Regions from separate parts of the Mus musculus genome. Here regions 1, 2, 4 and 5 are each linked to region 3. The links are chromatin contacts, called in public Hi-C and HiChIP or PLAC-seq maps. All regions are on one chromosome and are shown on one strand. The core of a region is the stretch at or near the end of the contact, and the rest is flanking DNA. Distances in the headings are between cores, read along the strand shown.

What was found. Hi-C and Micro-C count contacts between places; a contact is called where the count stands out from the background. HiChIP or PLAC-seq counts read pairs in DNA pulled down with a chosen protein or histone mark.
Region 1: an H3K27ac HiChIP or PLAC-seq map of large pre-B cells shows a contact between it and region 3, with 5 times the contacts expected there. The contact joins the promoter of Fosb here to the promoter of Ppp5c in region 3. A contact is called at or near these places in 2 of 115 datasets of contacts at active chromatin or transcription factors (astrocytes and large pre-B cells).
Region 2: a Hi-C map of B cells shows a contact between it and region 3, with 8 read pairs. The contact joins the promoter of Dmwd here to the promoter of Ppp5c in region 3. A contact is called at or near these places in 6 of 39 promoter capture datasets (the HPC-7 cell line, cranial neural crest, embryonic stem cells and 2 more), 1 of 484 Hi-C or Micro-C datasets (B cells), 6 of 115 datasets of contacts at active chromatin or transcription factors (astrocytes, embryonic stem cells, epiblast stem cells and 2 more) and 1 of 9 other capture datasets (embryonic stem cells).
Region 4: an H3K4me3 HiChIP or PLAC-seq map of stem cell-derived neural progenitor cells shows a contact between it and region 3, with 8 times the contacts expected there. The contact joins the promoter of Bcam here to the promoter of Ppp5c in region 3. A contact is called at or near these places in 2 of 39 promoter capture datasets (cranial neural crest and liver) and 1 of 115 datasets of contacts at active chromatin or transcription factors (stem cell-derived neural progenitor cells).
Region 5: an H3K27ac HiChIP or PLAC-seq map of acute myeloid leukemia shows a contact between it and region 3, with 7 times the contacts expected there. The contact joins the promoter of Six5 here to the promoter of Ppp5c in region 3. A contact is called at or near these places in 6 of 39 promoter capture datasets (the HPC-7 cell line, cranial neural crest, embryonic stem cells and 2 more), 7 of 115 datasets of contacts at active chromatin or transcription factors (acute myeloid leukemia, astrocytes, embryonic stem cells and 4 more) and 1 of 9 other capture datasets (embryonic stem cells).

Annotation. Positions count from the first base shown.
Region 1 is chr7:19,308,778-19,311,477 of GRCm38.p6, reverse strand. Fosb (FBJ osteosarcoma oncogene B) reads left to right here and starts at 1,433. Exons shown (of 4, transcript NM_008036.2): 1 at 1,433-2,172. The coding sequence starts at 2,047.
Region 2 is chr7:19,074,802-19,077,501 of GRCm38.p6, reverse strand. It overlaps Dmwd (dystrophia myotonica-containing WD repeat motif), which reads right to left and starts at 1,302. Exons shown (of 5, transcript NM_010058.2): 1 at 801-1,302. The coding sequence starts at 1,232.
Region 3 is chr7:17,026,508-17,029,207 of GRCm38.p6, reverse strand. Ppp5c (protein phosphatase 5, catalytic subunit) reads left to right here and starts at 1,294. Exons shown (of 13, transcript NM_011155.2): 1 at 1,294-1,515. The coding sequence starts at 1,395.
Region 4 is chr7:19,769,186-19,771,885 of GRCm38.p6, reverse strand. It overlaps Bcam (basal cell adhesion molecule), which reads left to right and starts at 1,354. Exons shown (of 15, transcript NM_020486.2): 1 at 1,354-1,479. The coding sequence starts at 1,416.
Region 5 is chr7:19,093,204-19,095,903 of GRCm38.p6, reverse strand. It overlaps Six5 (sine oculis-related homeobox 5), which reads right to left and starts at 1,360. Exons shown (of 3, transcript NM_011383.1): 1 at 486-1,360. The coding sequence starts at 1,267. Dmpk (dystrophia myotonica-protein kinase) reads right to left here. Exons shown (of 15, transcript NM_001379257.1): 15 at 2,083-2,700.

The sequences.
Region 1 (2,700 bases), core at 184-2,683, 2.3 Mb before region 3:
TAGACATTCATTCCACTTTAAGCTACATTCCCGCCCTCACATCCCCTTTTGTTTAAATCATTAATATTGATATTATTATTATTATTATTATTATTACTACATATGAGTACTGGTTGTTTTCTGTCTTTGCATGCATGTGGAGATCAGAGAACAATTTTTAGGAGTCATTTTTCTTCTTCCACCGTGAGTCCCAGGGATGGGACTCAGGTTGTCAGGTATGTGTAGCAAGCTCCTTTACCTGTGAACCATCTTGCTGGGGCTGATACCTGCTGATTGCTAAACACATGCCACCGATTATATTAATGCACTAGTATTTTATTTATTTATTTTTCGAGACAGGGTTTCTCTGTGTAGCCCTGGCTGTCCTGGAACTCACTCTGTAGAACAAGCTGGTTTCGAACTCACAGAGATCTCCCTGCTTCTGCTGGGATTAAAGATGTGTGCTGCTGCCGCAGCTGCCACCACCACCAGACACCACCAATTATTATTGTTCAATTATTATTGTATACACACTTTCTTTTCTGTCTCCTGAGCTAAGTGGGAAGGAGAGGCTTCCAACACCATCAAGCCTGAAGAACTCACCGGGTGTGGGTTCCTACCTGCTCCAATTCTGCAGGTCCCCCAGATTCAGGGACCCGGAAAAGCCACCTATCCTTTGCTTAGCTATGAGTACTGAAGTTTTAGATCAGGGAGGGAGCACATTTTCCAAGCTCACCGAGTCACACAGAATCCGTGACAAAGCTAGTGGGGAGGGGACTGCATCCTTACCCATCCCTACACCTGGAGATATCACAGACTCTCCAATTCCTCCTGAGCCTCAGTTTCCCCACCTAGACTGATTATACCCCTCTCGCCAGAATCTGCACTGGGGACCTTGCTCTTTTTCACCAGCAGGGGCGCTGCACCGGTTTGGGGAGGGTGGGGTCCCAGGGGTATAAGCAGACCTGGGATCTGGAGTTGCACCTTCTCCAACCCGGGTCAGCAGGGGCCTTCTGAGGGAGTTTAGGCGCCTGTCAATCTCAGCCTCCGGGACAGCGTGGAACTGCGCAGGCGCGGGCGGGTTCCGCACAGCGCAACAGCGGGCGCGCGCAGGAGCGAGGGATTCCCTCTGACGTAATTGCTAGGATACCAAACAAACACTGGGCCGCGCTGGCCGAGCTCCTTATATGGCTAATTGCGTCACAGGAACTCCGGGGAGGGCGGGGCGGGATCCCCTCCCGCGAAGCCCCTCAGAACGCAGCCTTGGGGACCCCCGAGACCCCCAGGGTCACACTATGGGCAGGTGGCAGGTGCACGAGGCCCTGGAGGGCGCCACAAGGAGCTCAGTCGGCGGGAAGGGAGAGTTTGGGAGGTTTGTGCATGGAGTTGCGGGTGACGCAAGCGCGGGGGCGGGTCCCGGAGGCATAAATTCAGCCCGGCAGCTCCCGGTTTCATTCATAAGACTGGAGCGGCTACGCCGGGGACACGCGGAGCCGGGGCTTGCTGGACTTGACTACTGGTGACTCTTTCTTTTTCTTCTTCTTGGAGGCCGTGAAAAATTTATATATATATATTTATATATATTTTTAAACTGGAGAGAAAGTTTTGTGGGTTTCCTTTTTGCAAGACTCTTTCTAGATCGTTCTTCCGATTCGTCCGGAGGATAGACTTTCTTTCTGTGGGCTTCTGGATCGCGCCCCTCTGCTCTCCCTCATTTCTTGGGACGCTTCGACAGGATTGGAACTGCATCTGAAGCGCACGCTGCACCGCGGCACTGCCCGGCGGGTTTCTGGGCGGGGAGCGATCCCCGCGTCGCCCCCCGTGAAACCGACAGAGCCTGGACTTTCAGGAGGTACAGCGGCGGTCTGAAGGGGATCTGGGATCTTGCAGAGGGAACTTGCATCGAAACTTGGGCAGTTCTCCGAACCGGAGACTAAGCTTCCCCGAGCAGCGCACTTTGGAGACGTGTCCGGTCTACTCCGGACTCGCATCTCATTCCACTCGGCCATAGCCTTGGCTTCCCGGCGACCTCAGCGTGGTCACAGGGGCCCCCCTGTGCCCAGGGAAATGTTTCAAGCTTTTCCCGGAGACTACGACTCCGGCTCCCGGTGTAGCTCATCACCCTCCGCCGAGTCTCAGTACCTGTCTTCGGTGGACTCCTTCGGCAGTCCACCCACCGCCGCCGCCTCCCAGGTAAGTTTTAGATCGTAAAGATTCTACTTTAGTGGTTGGGGGGGGGGGTGTTTCTTTCAGGCTAAAGTGTAGATTGAGCATCCTCTCAAATAGAGACGCGCCAAAACCCAGGATCTGGGATTGCAATAGTTCGGTTTGCACTTTGGTTTTTTGTTGTTTGCAAACTGCAAAGAATGGAGTGATGTTTGCAAAAGGTTATTTGCGCGGAGCGCGGGAAAGGAATGCAGCTGGGCAAACGTTGGCGATGCCCGGTGCAAAGTATATACCCGGTGGTTAGCAGAAGCTGAGAACTTTTAGCCGAAAGCCGGCTCCCTAAGCCGAAGCTAGGCAAGTAGGGGAAGAAAAAGAAACAAAAAATTCCAGAGAAGCTTCCAGGAGCCTCCTCCTCTTCCCTCTTCCTTCAAAACGCGGACTGCAAGTCCGCAGTCACCCTCCACCCAGCAAGAGTTAGGGCCTCGAACCCCGGTCACGCTGCCTCCGCCTCCTGCGCGGAGACGTAACGGGGGACCCGTGCGTAAAGGCTGACGC
Region 2 (2,700 bases), core at 53-2,552, 2.0 Mb before region 3:
AACCCGGAGCTCACCAGTTCAACTAGACTGGCTGCCATGAGGCCAGAGGATCCTCCTACCTCGGCAGCCTTGACATGGGATCCTGGGATCCATCGCCAAAGCCTCATTTCCTTCAGCCTGGAGCCCCTAAACTCCAGGACATCTGCTGTGGTTCAGCCAGCCATCAGTCACTACAGTCCCTCATTATCACCACTGGATTCTCCGGATCCCCATCTCTCTGTCTCCCCCACTTCCTCACGTCACCCCTCTTCTAGGATTGCTTTACAGATATCTGTCACACCTGGGGATGTCCCCTGCCAGGAACCCCCATCAATTCAGAGCTCCCATCATTTTGCCAAACCCCCTTCATTTCTTCCAAAGCCATTAGACACCATATTCTTTAGGAGCTCCTTCACCTGTTGCTTTGCTCGTCGACCCCTAAGCCACACCTCGGCTCCTTACAAATCCCGTCAGCCCTGGGTATGGCAAGTCTTAAGACTCCCTCCAACAGGCCCAGAAGGCAGGATGCATTTCTCCGTTCTCCATCCCCTGGGCCTGTATCCTCTTAGGATTCCCCAAAGCCCACAGAATATCTGTCACCTCCGTGACCCCCCTCCCCCATTTCCTCCCAGAAGCGCCATCACGTCCTGAACACTCACCACCGGAGAGAACCTCCCCACGCAAAGATTCCCCTGCAACCTCTCAGGACTCCATTAGCTCCAGGATCCAGGCTCCCCTGGGATGCCCAACCTCGGGGCCTTCTGTCACTCTGGGACCCCAGCGCTCTCGGCACCGGAGTCCCCAGCAAGCAGAGCACTCACCCGCTGGCTCCCGCTGCGGCAGCAGCCGGGGTAGAAATAAAGCTCCCGGCCCAGGTTGAAGCAGACGCGGTCTCCTCCCGCGCCCAGTCCGGAGGGCGTGGAGGGCGGCTCCCCAGCGCCATCCGGGTCGCCTAGGCGCACCAGGCTGAGGCGGACGGCGGGCAGCGCGGGCCCGGGCCCGGGGCCGGCGGGCGGCGGGGACGACGCGGGACCCGCGGCGCCGGGCCCGGAGGCTGCGGCGGGCCCGGGCGGGGGCTGAGTGGGCTGAGGCGGCGCCGGGGTCTGAGCGGAGGTCGGGCCCGACCTGCGCGTCGCGTCGCCGGGGAGCAGCTTGTAGAAGCCCTCGCGGGTGCGAAACTGCGACTTGATCTCCGCGCAGTCGCCCATGGCGGCGCTGGGGCCCGGGCCGCCCTCCGCGCCGCCCGCCGCCATCTTGGCCGCCCCCCGGGCCGCACCGCAGCCCGACCGCCCACCGCCAGACCCCCCAGCCGGAAGTTGAGGGGCTAGCACCGGAAGGGGTAGGGTCGTCGTCCGGGTGACGCCTCTACGATTGGCACCCAGAGCCGGAGGCGGGAGAAGCCGAGACAGTTGCTGAGGTAACGGTTCTGGGGCTGTGGGCGGAGGCAATATGTGGGTGTGGTCAACGCGACAGACCCTCGCGTTTGGTTGGCTACGAGGTGTGACTGTTGGGAACGCCCCTAGACCCTAACAACAGCGCCCTGGGAACCGTTTGCCCAGCAACGGAGAAGCCTCAAAGCCTATTCAGAAGCCTCGTGTTGTTACAGCTGACTCCGGGCGATTCTTGGTTTTGTTTTTTAAATAATAAAAAAAAAATGCATTTATTTTTGCGTGTATTTGTGCGTGAACGAGCATGTAGAGGTCAGAGGGAGCCAAGTGCCTTCCTCCATGTGGATCCTAAAGATGGAGCTTAGGTCTTCAAGCTACCTACCTGGCAGCAAGTGCCATTACCCGCCGATCCATCTCACTGACCTTTGGTCTCATACTTGTAGCCCAGGCAGTTTTCAAACTTGACCCAACATCTGGAGTCTCAGGCCTGAGACACCACGCCCAGCTCTTCCCTTCCTCGCTGACCACCTGTGGTCCCCTGCTGCTGTCAGAGTGAAGTGTAGCCATCTGTCGCCTATCTGACCTTGTCTACCTTTTTTGGTTTCGGTTTGGTGATGATGGTTGTTACCTTGTCAATTTGAGGCTACCTAGAATCGCAATGAGGGACAGTCTACTTGGGGTTGGCCTGTAGACCAGTCTGAGGGAGATTGCCTTAATTGATACAGGAAGACTCAGTCCATTGTGGGAGGTGCCATTCCCTAGTCAGGGAGTCCGGAACTGTGTAAGAGTGGAGACCCAGGCTGAGCACAAGAAAACAAGCACACATGCCCTTCTTCCTGCTCTATTCTGGAGACAGCCCTGCCTTGACTTCCCTGCTATGATGTACTGAGACCTGGAATTGCAAGCTGAAATAGCCCTTTCTCCCCTAAGCGGCCTTTTGTCAAGGTATTTTATGTTTTATCACATTGACAGAAGAAGATTGTGTTCTGTTTTGCTCCCCCCGCCCCCCTTGTGAGACAAGGTCTCTAGTTCAGGCTGACCTCCATCTTACCTTGTAGCTGAAAACAAACAAACAAAACAACAACAAAAATACCACAAACTCCAGATCTTCCTGACTCTATGTCTTCCAGGTTGGTACTACACCATGTGCATTGACGGGCTTGAACCCAGGATTTTGTGCATTGCTAGGCCAGCACGTGGCCAACTGGCCGTAAACTGCCATGTCCCATGGAGGTGCTTGGGAATCAGTCCCTGGTCTTTTGGAAGAGCAAACAGTGCTCTGAACACCGAGCCATCACACCAGCCCCCCGCCCCCGCAAATAAAATGTAAAAA
Region 3 (2,700 bases), core at 45-2,544:
CACGAGGGAGCTGGGGAGCCATGGAAGGCTGCGGCGGGTGCCAGTTTTACAGTATTCCAGCAAGATGCCTCTGACTGCCATATGGAAGGTAAACTGGAGGAGGGAGGATGAACGCAAGCATCAGAGGAGGCTGAAGCTCTGATCCAGGCACAGGAAATGCAAGCAGCAACAGTGTCATTTAAAAGATCCCTTTGGGGCTGGGGTGTTGTGGCACACGCCTTTAATCCCAGCACTTGGGAGGCAGAGTTAGGCGAATTTCTGAGTTCAAGGCCAGCCTGGTCTACAGAGTGAGTTCCAGGACAGCCAGGGCTACACAGAGAAACCCTGTCTCGGAAGAAAAAAAAAAATCCCTTTGGTGTGGTTGTTTGTATTCGGAACAGCGTCTCAGGTATCCCAGGCTGGCCTTGAACCTGAAATTCTGATACTGTTGCCTCCACCTATCAAGCCTTCAAATTACTGAGGTGCACCTTTCAGCCTGATTTATATAGTGCTGGAATTGGAACTCAAGCCTGGAGCACTCTAGACAAGTACTCTACCAACTGAGCTACATCCATGACCCTTTAAAAGGTTTTTTCTAGGACTTGACATGATGATGCAAAGCTTTAATCCCAACACTTGGGAGGTACAGGCAGCTGGGTCTTTGAATTCAAGGCCAGCCTGGTTTATATAGCAAGTTCCAGGCTAGCCAGGGTTGCATAATTAAATCCTATCTCAAAATAAAAAAATAAAATAAATTAATAAGGATGCTGTTGGGCTCGGAACAAACATGGTACAATTGAGACTTGTCAAGACTTGAAGATCGGGATGCCTTGTTAATAATTCAAAAAGAGCCTTGATTTGCAACGTTCAAGTTTTATTTTGTTTGCTTGAGAAACTACCCATTTTCCAAAAGGGTTACTGAGGAGACAAGAGATAAACTTGTTCAAGGTCACACGAGTAATTGGCAGCACCCAGCTCCAGAGCAAACTCCGGGTTGGGCAGGGTGCTGGTTTGAAAGCAGCCCCACCCGCCGGAGGCAACGCAACCCAATCACCAACCCTAAAGGAAGCCGGGATCTCCAAGAAACTTTTGCAGCCTCGCAACTTTGGGAGTAGGCGCCCTCCCGGCCTGCCCCCATCCACAAGGCCCCTTCTCTCCTTTCTGATTGGCTACTTCTACAAGTACAAGTACGGTCTGGATACCCTCTGGTCACCTTGTCCTCCCGGCGCTCTGGGGGCGGGGGCGGGGGGGGGGGGAAGTTGGGGGGGACGCCGCGCAGGCGCGTCAGGAGTGCCTTTGGGGCCCGCGCTTTACGACACTTGTGCGGCAGCGGCGGCGGTCACTCGGCACTCCTTCGCGACGGTTCGGCCTGGTGCCGCGAGCGGCCGTTGCCAGGGTGGGGGTCGCTTTGCGGCATGGCGATGGCGGAGGGCGAGCGGACTGAGTGTGCTGAGACCCCCCGGGACGAACCCCCGGCCGATGGCACTCTGAAGCGGGCAGAGGAGCTCAAGACACAGGCCAACGACTACTTCAAAGGTGCGCCCGGCCCGGACGGGGTGAGGGAGGGTGGACAGCGGCCCAGGCTGTGGGGGTGCCAGGCCCGGCGGGGAACCATGGCAACGCGGAGCGGCAGCCTGGGCGCCGGGCAAGCACTACAGAGTAGCCAGGCGCGAGGAGGAGGCTCAGGCTGGACGACAGACTGGGGAGAGCTGCTGAGAAGTGGATACCAAGCAGAAGCCACTCACTGGGGAGACTGAGGCAGGCGCTGCTACACGATAGGGGAAAAGCAGGGGGCCGACATGTGAGTGCTACCAAATGTGAGACCTGGACAGAGGTGCTAAATGGTGGTCAGACCTGAAGAGGGCGCTACCAAATAGTGACATGTGTTTAGGGCAGTGATGGCGCTGCCGAGTGGGGAGGCCTGAGATGAGTATGACCGAGAAGAGAAGGCCCAATAGAGAAGGGAATTATGGGGATGGAGGTAGATAATTATATTGGAAGGCGATTTGGGGTGATCCAAGGAAACGAGTAGGGTGGAGAGGTGGAGCAGGAACGAATAGGGTGATCTTGGGCTAAGAGTGCCATGTGGGAGGACATGTCTCCGTTCATTCATTCTTTCAGTACACTTGTATTAAATAAGTGTCATGTGCTACACGGCCTGTGCTTGGCTCTGAGGCTGCAGCGATGAATGCAACACATGACTCGGATTTAAGCAGAACCAATCATTGCAAACTTGTGATGATCACTTTGGGTCAAGGTGACAACACAGGAAATACAGCTTAGAGTCTGCTTTCGATGGTGAGGTCGGGAGTGCCTGGAGAAAGAGGCTTTTTGAGGCGAATTGACAAGGAGTTTTACACGTGGGTCCTGACCACTGAGTTTGTGTGAAGACCCTGGGGTGGAGAGTGATTGAAAACAGACTGGCTTGGCTGGAGTTTGAGGAAACTGGGGGTACGAGGGGAAGACTGATACAAGAGAAGATTAAGATAAGGGGACAGAGCATGCAAAATCTGAATTCGTCACAAAGATGAGTTTTGGGTTTCCTTCGCTGTCCGAAAAGGGACATTGAGTGGGTAGATGGGACCAGTCTGGACTGGAGAAAATTTTGAGTGTAACCAGCCTATGGTTGGAGGTGCCCTGGGAATGGATGAAGTCACCAGAGAGTGGGATCTAGAGAGAACCTAGGATGGAGTTTTCATGTTTACAGCGGAAAAGGGGCTA
Region 4 (2,700 bases), core at 105-2,604, 2.7 Mb before region 3:
TTGCAGGGACTTATGTGACAGGAGAAGGTTGAAGAAAGACTTCCTGGAGAGGGGATGAAGGAGCCCCACGCAAAGGTCACTTTTCCTGGTTTCACAATTGCTTCCTGTGACAGGGAATGCTAAAACAGCTTTGAGAGCCCTGCCAAAACCTACAACATAAGCCTTTCCACTAGGACTGATGGGTAAAACCTTGGCTCACAGGGCAGCTCAACGCTGGTCACCCTCAGACTGGCCAGAGACTGGAGGGGGAGGACCCTCTCTCAGCATGACCCACAATTATACCACCCCCCATCCATAGCAGTATCCCAGGCTAGTTTCTACCCTCTGAACAGAGGCAGAACCCTCCTTCTCCAGCCCCCATCCAGCATTCTTGGGATTTTGTTCCACACTGCCTCGGCGTGTGAGGATCCTGGAGTAGACTGATCTGTGACCCCTTACTTTGACCTGTGACCCTCTCTTCCATCCCGCGGTCCTAGCAGCCTGCTCTTTCCCTCAGCCACTCACCTGCCGACGCGCCAGCCCACTTCTCCTCCCCTCCCCCCAAGGTGGGGAAGGAATGGCGGGCAGAGAAGGAAGGCGGAAGGGGGGTGACATTCCTTGGATTCCCTGGATGGGGGGAAGTGAAGGAGTCAAGGAGAGCAGAGCAGAGCAGAGGGAGGGGCACCCCATCCCCACCTCATCACCAAAGAGGCCGACCAGGACTGGGAATTGAAAACCCATTAGAGAAAAGATTGACCTGACCAGTTCCAGGCCACTGCTCAGTCAGAGGAGGGGCGCTTCCCAGCAAGGTGGCTGCCTCTAAGGGGAGGGCATCCTAGGGCACTCAGGGAAGAGCCGGTCATGCAGGAGAGACTACAAAGAGAGACCAGCACAGGCAACTAATCACATCAGGGACCGCTGGTCAAAACCGACAGTTCACAAACCAGGGCGATGGCTCACCCTTGTAATCCCAGTACTTGGGAAACTGAGGCAGAAGGCCAGCCTGAGCTACAGTGGGCCACCGACTCCAAAAAGAAAATAAACTAGGAAAAAGATTCACCTGCAGTCGAGGGCCACATGCCACCTTGGGCATGCGTGTCAAGACCCCGCAGGTGGCCAGGAAGGAAGGGAACGAGTATCTGCGCGCTTTCCCTTAGATTCCAGCTCGAGGCTTGACTGGAGGGTCGGTCCCCACGGCTGAGGAGGAGAGCCGCAGGCGTGGGTTGGATGGAGCAGCGCGCGGCGGTGCTAGCGGGTCCCCGCGCGCGCGAGGGTGGGAGGTCCTCTCAGGGCAGTGGGAGGTCTTGGCCCTGCGCCCAGCTTGGGGATGGGGTGGGCGTGGTCAGGGGCGTGGTCAGGGGCCTGGCCTCCGCTGCCAGCTTCAGGGCGGCGGAGAGCCTCGCCCGGGCTCAGTCACTGCCGCCACTGCAGGGAACATGGAACCCCCTGACGCCCGCGCAGGGCTGCTGTGGCTCACCTTCCTGCTGTCGGGCTACTCAGGTATGACTTGGGGCTGAGGGCAGAGCTGAAACTTGAGGTTGGGGCTTGTGGGGCAGGCCCCTGGAGTCCCCGAGAAGACAAGGGGAACAAGCTTCCATTTCCCCAGGGATCACAATCTAGGGATTCCCCAGTAGGGAGGAAGGCGGGAGGCCTTGGGGTGCACCCGATCTGAGAGCTAAGGATACCCTAGCTCTGGAGCAAACACATCTGAGACAGCTGTCCCTCCCCAGCTCTTTGGGAATCCTGGAGTCTAAGCCCTGCGACCCCTAATAACCTTGAGTACCTGGAATCTGGGATCTGTAGCCCCTAGTCCCTTAGACTGGAGTCCAGCCCCTCCCCTCCCCCATAGTCAAAATAGGTTCTGCTAAGATACTGAAGATTAGCATCCCGGAGCTGTTCTCTAAGTGATTAAGCTCAGAGTTTCCTCAGAGAAACGGGGGACCCTGCGGTTAAAGCACTTTCTAGAATGTTAGGGTTTCCCCAAAATTCAGAGTTTAGGCTGCCTCTAAAGGACCCGCCTCTCTCTGAAAGGGCCGGAAGAACCGAGCCTGACAGAGAAGGTGGAACAGTGTTTTCCGACTGACAGGGCCCCTTTCCTGAGGGCCCCGATAAATCCACACACCTGCATGTGGTGAAGTGGGGAGGAGAAACAGGGGCGGGGGGACACTGGGGACAGGGTGAAGAGAGATCAGGGAAGACAGGATATCTGGCTGCTTGGCTGCTCACAACCAGTCCAGAGCACCAGCTTGGCCCCCAACCAGCTCCCCTGGGACAGGCTGGGCCCAGAGGTGGGTGCCTGAGAACCAAGGCTCCTGGCACAAACGTGATATAGAGTGGGAACCCAGGAGTAGTCTGTGCCAGGTTAGGCGGGAAAGGAATGATGCCAGCCCAGAGGGTAGATTCTCAGCAAGAACCGTGCTACCTGCCAGACCCTGACAGGAATCCAAGACCCAAGTTCTCAGGTCCCTAGGACTCAGAGATCCGTGTTTCCCACATGCAGCCTGCTATACCTCGGGCAGCTAGTTGTCTAAACTTCCAGTCCTTTCTCCCTCAGGACCCAGCCTCACCTCTGCCCAGGTGACTCACCTCACCCTTTTCAAGCTTCTCTGGTAAAGAGATGGGGGGGGGGTGTTGTCAAGGGGCGGGTAGGGGGCTCTGGCGCCAAGCTGGGCAGGTCTCAGCCAGCCTGACCCTCCCACATTCCTGAAACCTGCCCAGCCC
Region 5 (2,700 bases), core at 111-2,610, 2.1 Mb before region 3:
CTGGCGCTGAGGTGGGAGGGGAAGGGCTTGGGTTACAGGGAAACCGGAGCCGGAGAAGGTTCACGTTTCACAACAAAGACAAGCGACAGACCACGCTGTTTGGGCTGGAGGGGGCGTGGGGGTGGGTGTAAGTAATGGTTACCGAGGGGCCAGGTTGCAGAGGCCCCAAAAGCGGGTCCCTACCCTGGGTGCCTTAGACAAAGGCCCCTTTCCCTTCCTTACTACCGCTCCTCCAGGGATACCTCACTTTTCTCACTGCCCGTCCCGCCCCCGCCCCCCCCCCCATTCCTGGCACTGCGTTCCCAGCTTAGAAGTAGCTGGAACAACCTCTGCCCCTGAGGCAGTGATGCCCAGAGAACCCAGGGTGTGCCTGGTCTCTCCACGCTCAGCCTATGCACTCGCCGACGCCACCGAAGAGGGATGTGAAGGGTCACTTGCGCAGACTCCAGCGGCCACCGAGGAAGGAGGGTCGGTTCCCCCCTCACCTTTTGCAAGGCGCTCCACCGCCGGTCCCAGTGCGGTCGCGCTGTCGCCGGTTCTTGAACCAGTTGCTGACCTGTGTAAGCGAGAGGCCGGTGAGCGTGGCCAGGCGGCGCTTCTCGTCAGGCGTGGGATAGCGGTTGCCGCGGTAGCAGGCCTTGAGCGCCGCTCGCGAGCGCTCCTTGAAGCAATAGACGGTCTCCTCGCCATCCCAGATGGTCTTGGGCAGAGGGAACTTCTTGCGCAGCCGGTATTTGTCCACAGCGCCCAGCGCACGGCCACGGGCCCGCTCGGCCTCGTGGTAGCGCGCGCGCAGGTAGAGGTCCTGCAGGAAGGCGTGGTGGGCGGCGGGGAAAGGGCGGCTCTCGAGAAGTTGGTAGAGCTCGGCGTATTCACCCCGCTGGAAGGCCACTAGGGCCCGCGCGCGCAGCACCGGATCGCTGCCACGTAGGCGCTCGGCCGGGGGCAGCGCGCCCAGGAAGCGGCTCAAGCGGCCGGCGTGGCCCGCCTGCAGCAGCGCCTCGCACACGCATGCCACCTGTTCGGGCGAGAAGCGAAGGCCAGTGGGCACCTCGGTCACGGTCTCCCGGGGAGACCCCGGGCCACTCGGGGACCCAGAGTCCGCCGCCGCCGCCGCATCTCCCGCCCCGGCCGCCGCCGCCTCCCCCTCGGCTGCCTGCAGAGTCTGCAGAAGCTGGCGCGCTTCCTCCTCCTGCTCCTCGGTCGCCGCCGCCGCCTCCCCCCGAGCCGCGGGCCCCGCGCTCGGCTCCGCAGGCGAGGTAGCCATGTTTGGCAACTTTGGAAAGTTCCTCCCTCCTTTGCCGCCTCCCGCGGGCTTCCCCAGCCCCCTCCTCCGCCCAGTCCTCCTCGCCGCCCCCCCCCCCGGTCCCCTTGCAGTCTTCTGGCCCCCTCCCAAAGACTAGACCCAGCTCTGCACTCGGGTCTGTCCTTGTCCCTGTGTGTCCGCCCCCCTCCCGGGCTGTCAGGATTCTTTGTTTTCCCTCCGTCTCTGGCCGCGCTTTTGGCCTTCCCCCCTTGTGTGCCTCTGACTCAGGGCCTCAGTTTCCCTATCAGAGCAACGGAGAAGGTAATGGGCCGTCCGGAGGGTTAAGGGCGCGAAGCCGCTCCCATCTCCCGGGTCCCTTGAAGGGCCCCCTCCCTTCCCATCTCCGCGCCGTGCTCCGCCCCTCGGAATTCCCGGCCCCGCGGGTAGGCGGTGGATCTAGCTGGGAGGAGGGGCGGGGAATCGCGCTAGAAAGTTTGCAGCAACTTTTCTGGAGTGTCGGTCCAAAAAGCGGATGCGCGTGGCTTGCGCAGGCGCAGTGGGAAGATGGTGTGCCCGCTGCTGGCCCAACCCCCTACTTTTTTCCAAACTTGAGTGGCACAGCTGGGTCACAGCTGGGGGGGAGGGTGGGGGGCGGTGGTGTCTCTGGTGGCTTGTTGCTTCTCTCCTACTGGCTGGATGCCTAAGCCCCACCCTTCAACCTGATTCGTGCGCTTTGCCTCCCCTCTAGCTCCCACTCAAGCCATTGGTTGTCTCTATTGGACTCTCCATTGGCCTGCGGGGCGGTTTCCTTTCCACAACAGAGATATTGCGCGGGATTTAGGGCAGACCAGAAGTATTTTATTCGCAAGGGTCGGGAGTGGAGGTCGTAGGTGGGGACAGACAATAAATACCGAGGAATGTCGAGTCTCAATGCATCTAAAACGTGGGTCCCGGAGTCTGTCAGTGAGTCAGATAACAAGATCAATAAATACCCACACTGCTTTGGGGGAGGGGGGAGTGCAGCTGTGGCTCCGTTGTTAGAGTGCAGACGTGTACACGGGGAAGGAGTTGCAGCAACCCCCAGGAGTGAGGCTGTCCGAAGCCAAAGACTCCGTGTGTGCTGGCAGAGGTCTTGCTGATCCATCACTATGGGAATGGGATGTCCCTGGAAATAGGGGGCTCATGCTTATGGCTTGTAACTGATGGCTGGGAGAGTGAAAAAGTGAAATCGGATGAGCTGAGCAGTTTGCCCATCCACGTCGGGGCTGAGTAAAGCAAGGTCGGCGAATGCCCAGCTGCTGCAGCAGCGGTGGCTACCAGCTCTGCAGGAACCAGGGGTGCTGGGCACGAGCCCTGTTCCTCCCTCCCCGGCCGCCAGGTGGCAGGCCTGGATCACAGGAGCGGAGCTGGGTGGGGACCCAGGCTCACAGAAGTGTGGAGCGGAGCGGTGGGGG